Regions from separate parts of the Sus scrofa genome. Here region 2 is linked to region 1. Evidence: chromatin contacts called from public Hi-C data. All regions are on one chromosome and are shown on one strand. Each heading gives the region's core, a stretch centred on a gene start, on an enhancer-like site or on the middle of the called end of the contact. The rest is flanking DNA. Distances are from core to core; before and after follow the strand shown.

Region 1 (4,262 bases), core at 1,242-3,741:
CCTTTTTCATCTTCCATTATAAAGCTGAGCATACACCTCACCATGCATAATTTGGGGGGGGGATCACAACAGGATCAAATCAACTTTTAGAGCAAAACTGCCTCTACTTGAAGCAAAATGTCAGCTAAATGTTATCAAATGGTAACTAGGTGCTAGAACTGGGCTAGGTGTTTTAAAAAACTCACTTTCTCTCCTCACAACCTCAAGCAGCAGATACCTTGATTACGACCAGTGTAGAGATGGGACAGCTGACTCAGAAAGGTTGCCAGACGCCCCGTGCTCCTCAGCTATCAACTGAAGGCATCAGAATTTGAACCCTGCGGTTTCTCTGACACCAAAGACCTGCTCTTAAACATCCTTAAAATGCTATGATAAAATAGTAATGCCGTATTGTGCAAAAAGAGGAAAAGCTCAAAATACCACTAATCAGAGCTACTGCCAGCGATGGGTGTGCAGCAGGGTGTGCGAGAGGAGAGGCTGTTCAAAGCTCTGGGTTCATCCCGTCCAACCCGCCCTCCTCGACTGTCACCAATGGAAGGAAAACAGAAACCCTGGAATCTCAAAATATCTCAGAAAGTCTTACCTAGGTCTACTGCCTTTCTCTTTCCCTTCAAATAAGGTCACTGATCTAACTCCTTAATCAAAGAACCTTTTTACATCATGTCAAAGATTGGTTCTTAAAATCAGCTCCTTCTCTCATTATATGAGTTCTTTCGATACATTATTTTTAAAATTCTGAACTGGTTTGCTGGCACGTTCTAATCCCCCAAAGAATTTCAAAAAATGTTTTCTAAATTCCTATCTCATTGCAGATGTGTGAGTTGTCACCTAAAAAAGAACAACCACAATAACTAACAGCGTTCGCCAGCTTCAGCAATGGGAAAGCCTACAATACCAGTAAAACTCCCCATTTGATGGCAATTCTCTTCTGGGAAATTAACCCTTTTCTCCGCAGACAATGTTTCCATGCACTAGTCATATGTACCTCACTCATGAAGGACCAGGCGCAGATCTGTCCAAAATCAGAATAGTAATCATCTTTTCAAAGGCCTTAATAGACAAGCAATATTATTTTCCATAAAACTGCTTTGGCTTCTAAGGCCTTTAAAAAGTAATATCAACTAATTGATCCACTCAACAAATCCAAGCACCTTCTATACATAAGCTCTGTTCAGCGCTATCTTTACTACCCCTACGAACTTGTAAACCTTAATGCAGCATGACCGTCAGTGTCACTGTGAGCTTCAAAACTCAGAACGCCAAGGCCAAAAAAAAATTTTTTTGGCTTTTCCAGGGCTGAATCGGTGGCATATGGACGTTCCCAGGCTAGGGGTTGAATCAGAGCTGCAGCTGCCGGCCTGCACCACAGCCACCACAGCAATGCGGGATCCGAGCCACATCAGTAACCTACACCACAGCTCACAGCAACACCAGATCCTTAACCCACTGAGCAAGGCCGGGGATTGAACCTGCATCCTCATGGATGCTAGTCAGATTTGTTTCCGCTGAGCCATGATGGGAACTCCACTAAGGCCAAAACTGAAGTCTTTCGTGTCTTATTCCCTAGATGTCTTGCGGACATCCTCAGACAATGCTTTCTTGCGGCATCTTCTTAGTCACCTATTTAAAATGGATAGCAACTCTGCATAGTGAAGGAGAACCCAAAATTCACTGCCAATGTTAGATAAGTCCAAAAGCTACTTGGTACTCAAAATTCACTTTAACAAAGGCCTTCTTACATGTCTGAAAATTTCACTTTCATCCACTAGATCTCAAGACTGTGTTTCTCTCCGTATTCATCCATCCAATCTATACCATCACCCAACAGCAGAGAGACTGTGGAAAATCCTGCCTGCCTATGCTCTCGAGAAGAGTCCATGTGTGAATGGACTGTTATTCGGCATCTGTCAAAAGCCTGTAGAGAAAAATGCTACATGAGGGAAATCACCTGGAAAGATAAATTAACTAGTTGCCAATGACTCAAATCACCAGGATGCTGTACACCTGCGCTACTAAGCTTCTCCGTTCTGCCTGAGGCCTTATCCAGTTTCTCCAAAGCAGCATGTGAAAAATTTCTCTATCATTTGTAAAAAGTAAAACGTTTTCTCCATACATTGCTAATGTCATCTTTTTACCTAAGAATCCAAATGCTCATTCTTCACACAAGAGGCTGCTTCTGATGAATTGGTACACTTCCTTTCATTAATCAATGCCAACTCTAATTAGTCCTGCTTCCTCTTTTGCTTTGACTAATAAAACACTGAAAAAATAACAAACTTTAGCTACATGGAGATGCTAATGATCCCTGTTCAAAGCCTCTCATCGAATCCCCCCAGCTCTCTCCACACTCCGTCCCTCAGGCTCAGAGTCCTCTCAAACACCTGTCTGTTAGAAGGCCCTCTTGAACCCATCCTCAGAGGAGCCAATCAAACACATACATCCCCGGGGCTTTGAGAGCGTGCTGCACTCACGAACGTGCCAGAGCACAAGGGGAAACCACTCGGCTCCAACTTACTCTTTACCCAAGTTAAGCACAGACCTGACCAGTACCTCCCTCTGGCATCCAACAGAGCACAACGAGGGCGCCACGATGGATCAACCGAATGAATTCAGCTACTTGCTAATACGGATGGAAACGGAGATCATTAAAAACAGCTAAGTCTTTGGCCTCAAAAAGATTAAAGTCTTCTATTAACAAATAGTTGCTATTTGTGGGAAAGTAGAACTATCCGGAACTACCCTGAGAAAACTCATATTGCAATAAATTCGGAGTCTATTCTAGTGTTCTGGCGATTAAGAAACAATCTGACCACTTCTTGCTTGATGATCAAGAAACAAATCCCCAAGAAGTGAAAGCTGGGATTCAAACAGATAATCTGTACACCTCTGTTCACAGCAGCATTGTTTACAAAGCCAAAACGCACAAGCAACACAAGAATCCATCGAAGAATGAATGGAGAAGCAAAATGGGGTGCATCCATGTATGATGAAATATTACTCAGCCTTGAAAAAGCAGGAAATTCTGACACAGGCTACAAGATGCATGATTCTGGAAGATGCAATGTTAAGTCACAAAAGGACAATGTTGTTTTGATTCTGCTTACGTTAGGTTCCAAGAGCCGTCAGATTCATAGAGACAGAGAACAGAACGATGGTGGCCTGGGCCGGGGAGGATGGTGGAATGGGGAGTTAACGCTGAGCGGGGACAGTCTCAGTTGAGGAAGATGAATGGTGATGATGGCTGCAGAACAATGTGAATGCACTTAATGCCACAGCACTGCATTATTAACACTTAAAAATGGTTAAGATGGTACCTTTTGTTGTATTTTACCACAAAAAAGGAGGCAAATGTTAAGTAATTCAGATAATCAAAGGTCACCTGGACACTTAAGGTGAGACAGTTTCAATTCATTCAGCAAGTATTAACTAAGGACTTACGTGCAACTTATGCAGGTTTTTCACCTCAAGTCCACTTGCAGCAGCGATGCAATGCAACGCAAGGATAAGCGCCCACACGTAAAGACTGTGAAATCAGAGCAGGATCCAATCCTGGCTCTGTCACTTCTAGAGTCAGAACCCTCTAAGTCTTAGCTTCCTTGCATGTAAAATAAGACAACATGGAGTTCCCGTCGTGGCGCAGTGGTTAACGAATCCCACTAGGAACCATGAGGTTGTGGGTTCGGTCCCTGCCCTTGCTCAGTGGGTTAACGATCTGGCGTTGCCGTGAGCTGTGGTGTAGGTTGCAGACACGGCTCGGATCCCACGTTGCTGTGGCTCTGGCGTAGGCCGGTGGCTATAGCTCCGATTGGACCCCTAGCCTGGGAACCTCCATATGCCTCGGGAGCGGCCCAAGAAATAGCAAAAAAAAAGACAAAAAAAATAAATAAATAAAATAAGACAACATTAAGTTGAATGTCCATGAAATACCTACTTTCTCAAATGAAACAAGTATCTCCTCCATCTGTCCCAGAGCGGCAGGGAATAAATATCTCAGTGCCTTAAAGGTCAGCCTTCTTGAAGACAGGAGTACTTTAAAAGTACTACCCACTGCACACCACCACAAAATCACTGTCAAATTAGGATCATGAGCCACATCAAGATAAAAATGTCTTCTAAAACCAAGACAATACAATTCAGCAATGGCAAAACCACTTCACATACAACTCACACACAGACCCACAGGCATAATACAAGAAGCAGAACTAGCCTTTAATGATGAGAAGACAGCATAAAAAGGAAAGCAAGCCCTTACTGCAGAAAAA
Region 2 (4,262 bases), core at 1,211-3,710, 350 kb after region 1:
AGCAGAATTAGACAGTTTAGGGTAGGCAATAAACAATTCAGGCTTTCAAGAACAAATTGTCAATATTTATTTTTTAAAAAATTACTATATAATACAAGTAAAAGCGTGGTGATTTTGCAAATAATATAGTTTCTGCTGTTAAGAGCACCAGATACCAGACTTCTGAAATAAGCGTTAAGCTTCAGCATCACATCACTTCCTGTATATTTCTGTTCAGGTTTGTTCCTCTGATTTACCTGGAATCCAGGAATCTGGGGGATGAAAAAACAATAGGATTCTTTAAGAAGCTGATCAATTTTGGGTCCTACATTGGAAAACTACTACACATCAGTAACATTGATGGGGATAAAATACGTATGTCACCGAGGAGCACTTCTGAGTAACGTCTTCAGTTTATTTTCAGTTTACTGAACTCGAGTTTCCTGCTAAATGCGTATTTGGAGAACTCACTGGCTGAGAGCACATGTACTAATTTTCCGATGTTTAAATGGGAGTGCCTCCGAAGCAGATCACCTCCAGCAACAACTTATAAACTACTTTAAATTAAAAAAAAATAATGTGAGGGGCGGGGGAGGGATGGAGTGGGAATTTGAGATTAGCAGCTGCTAACTAGTATGCATAGAATGGATAAACAACAAGGTCCTGCTATATAGCACAGGCAACTCTATTCAATATCCTGTGATAAGCCATAATGGAAAAGAATATATATGTATAAATGAATCACTTTGATGTACAGCAGAAATTAACACAACATTGTAGATCAACTACATTTCAGTAACAAAAAAAAAAAAATTTTTTTTCTTTTTTTTTGGTCTTTTTAGGGCCGAATCCGCAGTATATGGAGGTTCCAGGCTAGGGATCGAATCCTAGCTGTAGCCCCTGGCCTACACCACAGCCACAGCAACACCAGATCCGAGCTGGTCTGCGACCTACACCACAGCTCTCATGGCAACCGGGATTCCTTAGCCCACTGAGCAAGGCCAGGGATCAAACCTGCGTCGTCATGGATGCTAGGGCGATTCGTTTCCGCTTAGTCACAACAGAAACTCCTAAAATAATTTTTAAAAAAAGTAACTTGTAGCAGTACTTAGTGTCCAACAGAAACCACTCCATCTGTTAAACAATATCTGACTGCAAAAAGCTGCTCTTACTGTCGGTTGATAGATAACGGCACTGGCACAGCCATTATCACCGTGGCAACAGTACCCAGGAACTATCAGAGGAAAATTGCACATCGTACTGCTGGCTCTTGAGCAGTTATGCCTCAGCTTCCTCTGAGTCTGCTTTCTCTGCAAGTCTGGTGTGCTCTAGGGTACCACCAACCCTGGGCGGCTCCAAGACTACAGATCACTTGGCGATGTCGCTGAGCCCCGCTCTCCCGGGAATCGTTCTTTCCACCAATATGTGCACCCGCCACGTTCCAAGCACTGTTCTAGGTACTGAGAATACAGCAGTGAATGAAGTCGAGGGTCCGGGAGAGAAGTCAACAAACAAGTTAGCAAACACGTGTCAAGGTGTAATAAGCACAATGGAGACTAGAGAAAGCAGTGGGTCTAAGGAAACTGCCTTTCCCTCCTCTGCACCCCACATTGCTTTGTACCTGCTTCTCATTTCTCAAGCTTTGGGCACAGGTCTCTCTGGAGGTCCCGCACCGGCCCCGTGCCTTGCACGCCACAGCTGCGCAGAAAACGTCTGTCGAACGAGCCAATTCCCTTCTTAGCTCCCGGTTCAACAAACCCTTCCTGGGCCCAGGCCCAGGGGCTTAAGTAGGCCGGAAAGTCAGCGAAGCCCCGATCACACAGACGAGAGCGCTCTACAGTGTTTTAAAATAAAAGCTGTTTTAGTGAAGTAATCGCGGCCCATGGGCGGAAACCAGGCCTCCGCTCTCACATGGGCGGCGGGACCGCGAGAGGCTCCGAGGCACAGGGCCAGGTCGGACGCGGTAGCCCTCGGCAGGCCTGGCCGCCAGAGCCCGGCTTGGTCCACGCTCCCGCCGCGAACGGCTGCGGCATTACAGACGCTCCGGGCCGCTCTCCTAGACCCAGACCTACTCCAGCGCCGCTACCACCCTTACGGCAAGAACCAGGCACCTACCAACCGCGCTGCCGTAGCAACGCAACCAGCCAGACACTGCACCGGAACCGGAACCTCCATCTGGCAGTGACCCCCCTTCCCCGACATCCTCGGAACGGCGAAACCCCGCCCAGTGCGTCCCACTCACCCGGAGTATCCCAGCAGGCCCGCCCGCCCTTGGTGGCGAAGTCGTCTTCCCGCTGGTTTCGCCTCTGCTAGTCTCAAGCGTGACCTTGATGGACATGCACTCTCTCCAATCAACTGATAGAGAGGTTGCCAACCGCCAATGGTAAGGCGTCAAGCTAAGGACCTCCTCCAAGCTATCGGGGCGGGACAAGTAATATGATTGGTAGAATCCAGTAATTGCCGGCCAGCGTTGTCCAATCACGTAGAGCTATTCGGAGCCGGTCCAATGAGGGTCTCCGGGGGACGGGGCGGGCCGCCGCTGGCCAGGCCCCAGCGAGGCTCCTGCTGTCTAACTCAGGTCCCGAGCTGTCCAGGGCTCCGGCGAGCGTACGGGGATGAGCGCGTCCCTGGGCCGGGCGGCGGCGGCTCTGCTCCGCTGGGGGCGCGGCGTAGGCGGTGGTCTGTGGGTCCCGGGCGTGCGGGCGGCGAGCTCGGGCGGGAGCGGCTCAGCGGAGCATCTGGACACGCTGGTGAAGAAGGACAAGGTGGTGGTCTTCCTCAAGGGGACGCCAGAGCAGCCCCAGTGTGGCTTCAGCAACGCCGTGGTGCAGATCCTGCGGCTGCACGGCGTCCGCGACTACGCGGCCTACAACGTGCTGGACGACCCCCAGCTCCGGCAAGGTCAGGGCCGGCGGGGGCGGGGCTGGGGGGCGACAGGCCGAGGCCTCTCTGCGGGGGGGAGGGTCTCTCCGCCAAGGTCTCTGCGGAGGTTCAAACGGGGTTAGGGCGCGGGCTTCCACTCCGCGTTGGAGGGTCTGGAGTGGGGGCGTGATCACCTTGAACCGGGTCTTGAGGATCTGGGGCCCTGGGCCAACCTGGGCAGTGGGGTAAGTCCTTACTTAGCTGTTCCCCCGAACCTCACTCTGAGCAGAAATAGGCATTCGGGGGCATTCTCTGGGGCTGAGTCCAAGTATCGTGGTCAGCAGCCTCACTCCTCGCTCTGCAGAGCTGGGAAGGTGGGACAAAGAGGGATACAGGGGGAACCACTAAGGAGACACTTTGAAGCCGTGACCTGTCTCGTGGATAAGTGTCCTGTTGATGGTGGAGGGAGGGCCGAGGTTGAGGCCAAGGGGGTCGGAGGCTGGTCTGCTGTGCCTCGAGGCTCGCGGTGTCAGGGACCGGCCACTGTTGTTGCTGCAAGGAGGGGCTTGACACAGCTTTTGGACTGGTCTTAGCCGGGTTCTGGCGTTGTGGGAGAAAAAGATAGGAAATTCGTTTTTAGGTACTCGAGATGGGGGAAAGCTGGGGGCTAGGGCTTGGAGAGGCTTGTAGGGATGGGATGGAGGGATGACTTTTGGGCCCCGGCTAACTCAGGTTTGGGAGCTCCAGGAGCCCAGGGCCAGGCAGATGGAGGAGGGTCTGGGCCTTTTCCCTGGGCCCTGGGGCAAGGTGGAGGGCCTTGGCAGCTAATTAGCGTCTTTCCTGTTGAACTCCAAGCTAAGATCCTTCCCTGCAGTCTTCTGTTTATCTGAGTGAAGGCAGAGAAAGAGGAAGAGACCGGAACCCCTGGGTCTGCCCTTGGCTAGGGTTGATGGTGTTGCTGGAGAAATGGGGAGACGATGCTTGTACCCTCCGAAGGGTGGCCTTTACGTTAGACTTTCAGTGTCTGAGTTCCAGCATCGCCCTCGTATCAGGCTTTTGACAGTGTTCTGGAGGGAGTTTGAGGGCACCAGGTTCTCTGGTGTTCTACAAGGAGAATTCTGCTTTTGAAGTTGTCAATCGTAGACACTCCGACATCAAGGAGCCAGGCCGGTGTCACGGAGAGGCTTTGGGCTAGAGTCCTTCTGCGGCCAGTCAGCCACAGAGCAAGTCACACACGTGCATTTTCCTTCTCAGTAGCAGGAGGATGATGAAACCACACTTGACAACGTTTTTGCGAGGGAAAAAGAGAAAGAAAAACTTTTTCGAAAGTGCCTGTCATCTTTCCTGGCACACAGAAGACACCCATTAAATGGTCTCTGTTTTATTATTAGCACTTTATGTTTTGAAAAGTTCCTCCCCAC

The links. Hi-C and Micro-C count contacts between places; a contact is called where the count stands out from the background.
Region 2: a contact with region 1 is called in a Hi-C map of retroperitoneal adipose tissue, with 1.5 times the contacts expected there. The contact joins the promoter of GLRX5 here to the enhancer-like site in region 1. A contact is called at or near these places in 7 of 47 Hi-C or Micro-C datasets (alveolar macrophages, embryonic fibroblasts, heart right ventricle and 3 more) and 1 of 2 datasets of contacts at active chromatin or transcription factors (alveolar macrophages).

What each region holds. Positions count from the first base shown.
Region 1 is chr7:116,430,275-116,434,536 of Sscrofa11.1, forward strand. It overlaps a transcript of DICER1 not described here. Among named protein-coding and RNA genes, the nearest start is that of DICER1, 24 kb to the left of the region's middle. Within about 2 kb of position 2,492, at least 2 of the 83 cell types and tissues checked have an H3K27ac peak or open chromatin away from gene starts, as enhancers often do. A contact at or near this core is called in retroperitoneal adipose tissue, where this site is marked.
Region 2 is chr7:116,784,886-116,789,147 of Sscrofa11.1, forward strand. GLRX5 (glutaredoxin-related protein 5, mitochondrial) reads left to right here and starts at 2,461. Exons shown (of 2, transcript XM_001928993.6): 1 at 2,461-2,880. The coding sequence starts at 2,595. LOC100525590 (a long non-coding RNA gene) reads right to left here and starts at 2,215. Exons shown (of 3, transcript XR_116071.3): 1 at 2,095-2,215; 2 at 1,601-1,813; 3 at 44-251.